Regions from separate parts of the Danio rerio genome. Here region 2 is linked to region 1. A link is a contact called in public Micro-C data. All regions are on one chromosome and are shown on one strand. The core of a region is the stretch at or near the end of the contact, and the rest is flanking DNA. Distances in the headings are between cores, read along the strand shown.

Region 1 (3,442 bases), core at 129-2,628:
TTCATTTCAAAGTTTAAAGAAATAGTTTAGTAAAGGGTGGATTAACGGAGAGAAGATATATTTTACAGCATAACAGTTTTAATAACTTGTTTCTAACATCTCATTTCTTTTCTTTGGTGACAGTTCATGACTGAAAATGTTACATGTGCATGCTGAAAGTTAACATTGTGCAGCCATAACTGCTGATCTAAATTAGGTGATGAAGAATGATCAAAATATATGAAGAGTTCATTTGCAGAAGTAGATGACTCCATTTCAGTGGTTTTCTGATCCCTTATTCGGGGAATTAAAGAGTACAATAACGGGAAAAACAAAACATGATTTATGGTAATTGCTGACGTTTTTATTTAGTAATTTTTAATTGAAATGTATATATCTATCCAACAACAATAATGACGCTAATAATATTACCTTGTCATAGTGACGGTATCATTTTGTTCAAAACAAAATACAAAATACTTTACTGCCACCTAGTGGAATAAAACAAAACCTTCAGAAAGAGCATGGACCAAACAGATCGCAACTACACAAATAAACTGCAGTGAACAAAAATATGCAATATCCTATATGCATCGTATAATTGGAAGTTTCCTTAATTAATAAAGCGACTAAGCCGAAAATAAAAATGAATGAATGAATGAATAAATATTATATTATATTAGGCTATGTTATTCATTCATTTTCCTTAGGCTTAGTTCTCTCTCTTTATTCCACAGCGGAATCAACCGCCAATAAACACCATAAACACTCACACGACCTATTTAGCTTACCCAAATTTCCCTATAGTGCATGTGTTTGGAAAAACAGAGCACCCGGAGGAAACCCACGCCAACACGGGGAGAACATGCAAACTCTACACAGAAATGCTTACCCAGTCGGGACTCGAACCAGCGACCTTCTTGCTGTGCGGCAACAGTGCTAACCCCTGAGCCACCGTGTCACGCTATATTGTATTGTATTATTCATTCATTCATTCATTTTCTATATTTTCTATTTGGGTTGGCCCCTCTATTAAGGGGGTCACCACAGTGGAGTGAACCGCCAACTTATCCAGCATATGTTTTACACAGTGAACAGTTTTATATTATATTATATTATATTATATTATATTATATTATATTATATTATATTATATTATATTATATATGTCTTTTTTTGTTAATTATTTGAAGATTTAATACATTTTAATATTTCTTACGTATTTTCAGCAGACCTCAATAAGTTATAAATATTTCCCAGAAGCGTATTTATAAACTTGAAACGTCAAGTTATTGAATATTAATAAGTTTGCACCTACCTTCTCACTTTAGCATAATCATTAATATTCAAGAGGCGGGTTTTCCATGTGATTGGCTCATTCTTCTGCGCGTGCTCGGCGAGGTGGGATGTCACGAGCGTCATTGGCGACGTGGAGACGTATACAGCACAGCAACTTACACTGTTAAACACACTTTACTGGATATTTAACATCACTACATACAACTCATTTACTCGTACTAGTCCGAAGATACAAAGGAGCCTGTGTTACGGAACGAGAGGGGCTTTTCTAAGGCGCTGTCAGCTCTGAAATTTAACAGGTAAGTTAATCTTGCCGCTAGCCTACTAGCATGTTAGCATGTAAGCTAACGCGTTTATAATGGGTTTCTCCATTCACTAGAGTCTGCAGGCTAATTTTTGCTAAGTGTGTTTCTGCTCCCTGGACACTTATTAACTTATACATAAACAGTGAAGCACCAAGATGTAGCCATATAAAATGAATATTTAACCACATTCTGGTATTTTCGTCTGCGTTGAGCGTAAAAGCCGTGAAGAGTGTTATTTGACAGAAAGACAACAGAGGAAAGCTAAATGTGTCAAAGTAAATGAATTAAATACTTACAGGAAGTTTTGAATTGTACATTATTGAGCAGTCTTAATTACAGCGTGTTAAATCATATGTAGTCTGTGTTGATTAGACTGCTGTTGTTTGGATAGTTCAGTAATAATGGCTATTGCAGTGTTTACATTACTCTCTGTACAACAGAAATACAGTCTAAACATTGGAAGATTATCAGAATTTGAATATGTAAATCATTTACCTGTATATTGTAAGTCGTTCATTAGTTGCTGTATTTACCTAAAATTACCTAAAATCACCTGTAATGTAGATAATTGCATTGCATTGAATATTGAAATAATTAGTATATTACTAATCAGTAATTAGTATTAGTATTTACACAGTATCTAACCTAATAATGAAATGAGAAGCCTTTTTCATAGGACGTTTACTAAAAATTAAACAAGAAACAAGAGATCATATTTGCATATAATATTTGCATGGATGTATGTTTATGTGTCAAAGATGAGAAGACTCGTATTCAGGGTTCACAAGGTGCTGGAAAAGTCATACATTTATGAAAAAGCATTTACCAGGCCTGGAAAAGTTTTGGAAAAACTAATAAAACAAAAATGTTTTGGAAAATGTTTGGATTTTGTAGAGGAGTGAATCTGGAATAATATATACACATTAATGACAAGGATAGATCAAATAAAATATAGTAAAGATAAAAGTGAATTATAGTTTTTAGTTATTCACTCCTCAGGTACAGATATTGAATAATCAACACTGCATAGTCTTCACTGTATATTTTGTTTAATCTTTATTAAAGTTACTAAACATTTCTTGTGGGCGAATGTTTTAAACTCTGAAATATTGAAGTGTACACAGTTACAGGCCTGAAAGGGACAGTTTACACAAAGATTAAAATGTACTCTTTATTTACTCACACTTCACTTGTTTAGATAGTGTAGGAGTTAGTAAATTATATTCTTTTTGTGTTCATAAAAAAAAAAAAAAGAATGTTTGAAACAAATGAAGGGTGTAATGAAAATGGTTAGTAATTTTTGGGTGAACTATCTCTTTAAAAATGCTTGCAGATGATAAACTTTTACTCCATTATGAATAAACTTTATATTAAATTGTAATGCCAACATTGCATATCCTGCGATGTGACTATTGCGGATGCAAACGTTGCGATCTCGATGCTGAAATTATATATTGTGCAGCCCTAACTTGAATGTAGGTTAGTTGTCTTCTCTTCTGTCCTTGGCCAAAAACATGCTCCCACATTATTAGTTCTGTGTAAACATTAGCAAAATCAATTTACATGGATATAAAAACAAATGTAAACAAAATAGATTGTTGCATGTTTTATGATATGCTGTAATAAATTTGAACATCATTGTTTTTCTTATTATTTACCATGTATACCTCACATGAAACGTTAAGTCATGAATATGTACTTGAAAGTTCTGGAAAAGTCATCAAATTTTAGTAGTAAAAATGTGTGTGTGAACACTGATTTGTGTACTTGAAAATGTTTGAGGTGAACTTGACTTCTACTTGACACTGTATTTGATGGATGAAGTAAAAGAAACGGCTAAAAAAGCAATAACTTCAAAA
Region 2 (3,583 bases), core at 1,051-3,550, 160 kb before region 1:
TATATTATATTATATTATATTATATTATATTATATTATATTATATTATATTATATTATATTATATTATATGCATTTTTTATCCATGAACAAAAAGGGTGAATAAGTCCACTTTGAGTTGAATTTAAAGGGGTAGTTCATACAAAATCAAAATTCTGTCATCATTTACCCATGTCATTTACACACCATTGACTTGGTCTAAAATGGGTTGAGTTTTTATTTTTCTGTTGAACACAAAGAAAATATTTTGAGGAGTATTTTAACACCATTGACTTTCATAGTTCAACATCCTTTAAAATATTTTGTTCTGTTTTAAATTAAACAAAATAAAAATAAATATAAAAAATTTTTACAAGGGTGGGTAAATGATGACAAAACTTTCATTTTGGGGTAAATTGTTACGCGTTATGAACATTTAATCATGTAATAACCTTAATGTGATTATTTTTTTATGTACATAAACTCATGTTTGTTTAGTGGATGATGTAAATTTTTATGTAATTTTTATTAGAGATATAGTCATATTTCTGTCTTTGCATTTATTAGGTTAGCACCAACAAACAAACAGACAAACAAATAAACAAATATTAAAAGCTAATGATTTATATGTTTCTTACTTAATTTACACATGATTAGTTTGTTCATGCTCTTATATACAGTTTACATTTTCAATTTAAATATGAAGAAATTATAAAGAATGTATTGAATAAGGTGAATTTTTTAAGTAGAGAGGCTAGGTAACAAAAAACAATGCAATGATAATATGTTATTATAATACCTTAATATTTTTTATTCCAAATTTATATAACAGCAAAGATCTGGAGAATATCTTATTTTGTAGTCTTAAGCTATGGAGGACGAAACCTGCCAAAATAATAAAATAATAAATAAATATGCAAATAAATAAATAAAAAAAATAAAAAAATTCCTCCATCAATAAATAAATAAATAAATATGCAAATAAATAAATTAATAAATCCACAAATTCCTGCATCAATAATCAATAAATAAGTATCAAAATGAATAAATTAATAAATCCACAAATTGCTGCCTCGATAAACCAATAAATAATTATGCAATTTTTAAAAAATAAATCCACAAGGTCCTGTATCAATAAAATAATAAATAAATATGCAAAAAAAGGTTAATAAATCCACAAATTCCTGCATCAATAAATTAATAAATAAGTATCAAAATGAATAAATTAATAAATCCACAAATTGCTGCATCAATAAAATAATAAATAAATATGCAAATAAATAAATTAATAAATCCACAAATTCCTGCATCAATAAATCAATAAATAAATATGCAAATAAATAAATTAATAAATCCACAAATTGCTGCATCAATAAAATAATAAATTGTATTCAAATAAATACATTAATAAATGCACAAATTTTTGCATCAATAAAATAATAAATAAATATGCAAATAGATAAATAAAAAATCCACAAATTCCTGCATCAATAAAACAATAAACAAATATGCAAATAAATAAATAAATTAATTAATAAATTCACAAACTCTTGCAAGAATTTCTAAGCAGGAATTTGTAGATTTGTAGTCTTAATTTATTTGCGTATTTATTTGTGCATTTATTGTTTTATTTATGCAGGATTTTGTAGATTTGTTTATTCATTTATTTGTTTATATATTTATTTATTATTTACTGTTTTTGCAGATTTCGTCCTCTATAATAGGCCATTACTTGTAGTGGATATTTTGATGTTTTTTTAATTAAACAAAGACCAAAAAAAAAAAAGGATATCTAAATATTAATGTATTCAAATGCATGAATGAAAAGCTGTTTTAAATATTGAAAATCAGCCCCAAAAGCGAAGCATTGTTTATTATCAGGATTTTTAAAAATATAAATGGATAAATATTCTGCTTAGTTGTAATGATCCTTTATGGACTCCAGGTGGCTGCAATGTTCACATATTTGACGTCTCCTGTTCTGCACTTTTGTCAAAACAAAGAATTGAAAAATTAAATAAGGATATAACGGGAATAAATAAATAGTAAAGGTAGGCCCATATGATGAGGTATATTTAGATATATTTTTAATCGTCAAATATAAATATTATAATTAGGTAACTTTAACTATTTAATATAATTGAATTTATTTAAAATAAATTGAATCGATCAATAGTGCAATAAAATGGTCATTTAAAAGGTCATAAATAACAATGCAGAACACTTCATCATTTCAAGACGTGCAGTTGACGCATGACGTCATTTCCGGTTCTGCCATTTTGCGGTTGCGGATCAGTCTCGAGCTGCTGGTGCGTTTCTTGCCGAAAACCGACAACATAGCCTAACAAAGCAGACAAAATAAACCGGCAAAATGTCAGATTTTGACAGCAATCCCTTCGCGGACCCCGACTTTAGCAACCCGTTTCAGGTAATGCCACATAAGTGATGCTTTTATTATTGTATTTCGGTGTACAGGTTTTTGTGTGTGTTTCACAGGTAACGTTAACGTTAAAGTCGATAGATTCTTGTCATCATGTCGATTACGTTTATATCAAACAGAGTAAATTAATTCTAACATATTCACTTTAAAAGACTAAACCTGTTATTCGACAGTCTGGTGTATGTAAATATGTCATTATTAAGTATTTGTTTTTTTGTTCATAAGCTTTTGTGATTATCATTGAGTTTCTGATTCGATTTCTGTTCCAGTTCTGTGTTCAGTCTATTCAAAACAAGCCTTTAATCTACTATTAATTAAATCTGACCGCATTAACGTGTATAATGTTATGGGTTTATTGTTATATTATAACGAATGGAGCTTAATTCTGCTTGGTTTCTATTTATCATGTTATTCATTTATCATGGATCTCTTAGCTGGTGAGAAATCTGCTGTTACAGAAACTGTTCATGTCTAAAATGAATATTGAACTTTACAATGTGTGTGTAGATTAGAATAAGGCTGAATGCTGATGTTTAGGGTTATTAAAGGATGATGTGTGTATGTTTGGGCTGCTGGGATAGATAGATGGATGTAGGCCGGCCCTGTTTTGATCAGTGATGTGTGTGTGTGTGTGTGTGTGTGTGTGTGTGTGTGTGTGTGTGTGTGTGTGTGTGTGTGTGTGTGTGTGTGTGTGTTTGCAGCTCCGGTCAGCTGAGGGAATTAGATCCCTGACAGCCTGTTTTATTTTTTATTTTGTTCAGCAACATTGAGCCAAACGTGCAAGCATTGGTCTTCTGAAGTCTGAACACCATAATGCACCAGAACTGTTGATTCGGTGGACATTCTGTAAAAACATCACTTTGTAAATGACTTAATCCTACTGTAAAGCCTACTGTCATATCTGAAACGTGATTTCTAATGCTTCACTGCATTCTTAACCTGTTGCTCACAACATACAACATGCTTTCTGCAATCTTTTCCTTAATTTAAATCTTTCTTTCGTTTTTTTAGTTAATGAAAGAGATTTTAGTATAATTGTAAAAGTGTCCACCTTTAGGCTTCGGTTTGCAAGTCTTTTTGCTGTGCATTTTTGATTTATGTTATGTGAAATTAATGTGATGGTCTCTATGTTGCAACCATTTATATTCAGTTTTTGAGCTTTTGTC

Evidence for each region. A called contact is a pair of places that touch in the nucleus more often than the background predicts.
Region 2: a contact with region 1 is called in a Micro-C map of caudal fin, with 3 times the contacts expected there. The contact joins the promoter of scamp1 here to the promoter of dym in region 1. A contact is called at or near these places in 3 of 18 Hi-C or Micro-C datasets (caudal fin, hematopoietic stem cells and an unstated tissue).

The regions. Positions count from the first base shown.
Region 1 is chr21:4,396,830-4,400,271 of GRCz12tu, reverse strand. dym (dymeclin) reads left to right here and starts at 1,378. Exons shown (of 18, transcript XR_012397079.1): 1 at 1,378-1,577.
Region 2 is chr21:4,555,063-4,558,645 of GRCz12tu, reverse strand. scamp1 (secretory carrier membrane protein 1) reads left to right here and starts at 2,300. Exons shown (of 9, transcript NM_205692.1): 1 at 2,300-2,405. The coding sequence starts at 2,349.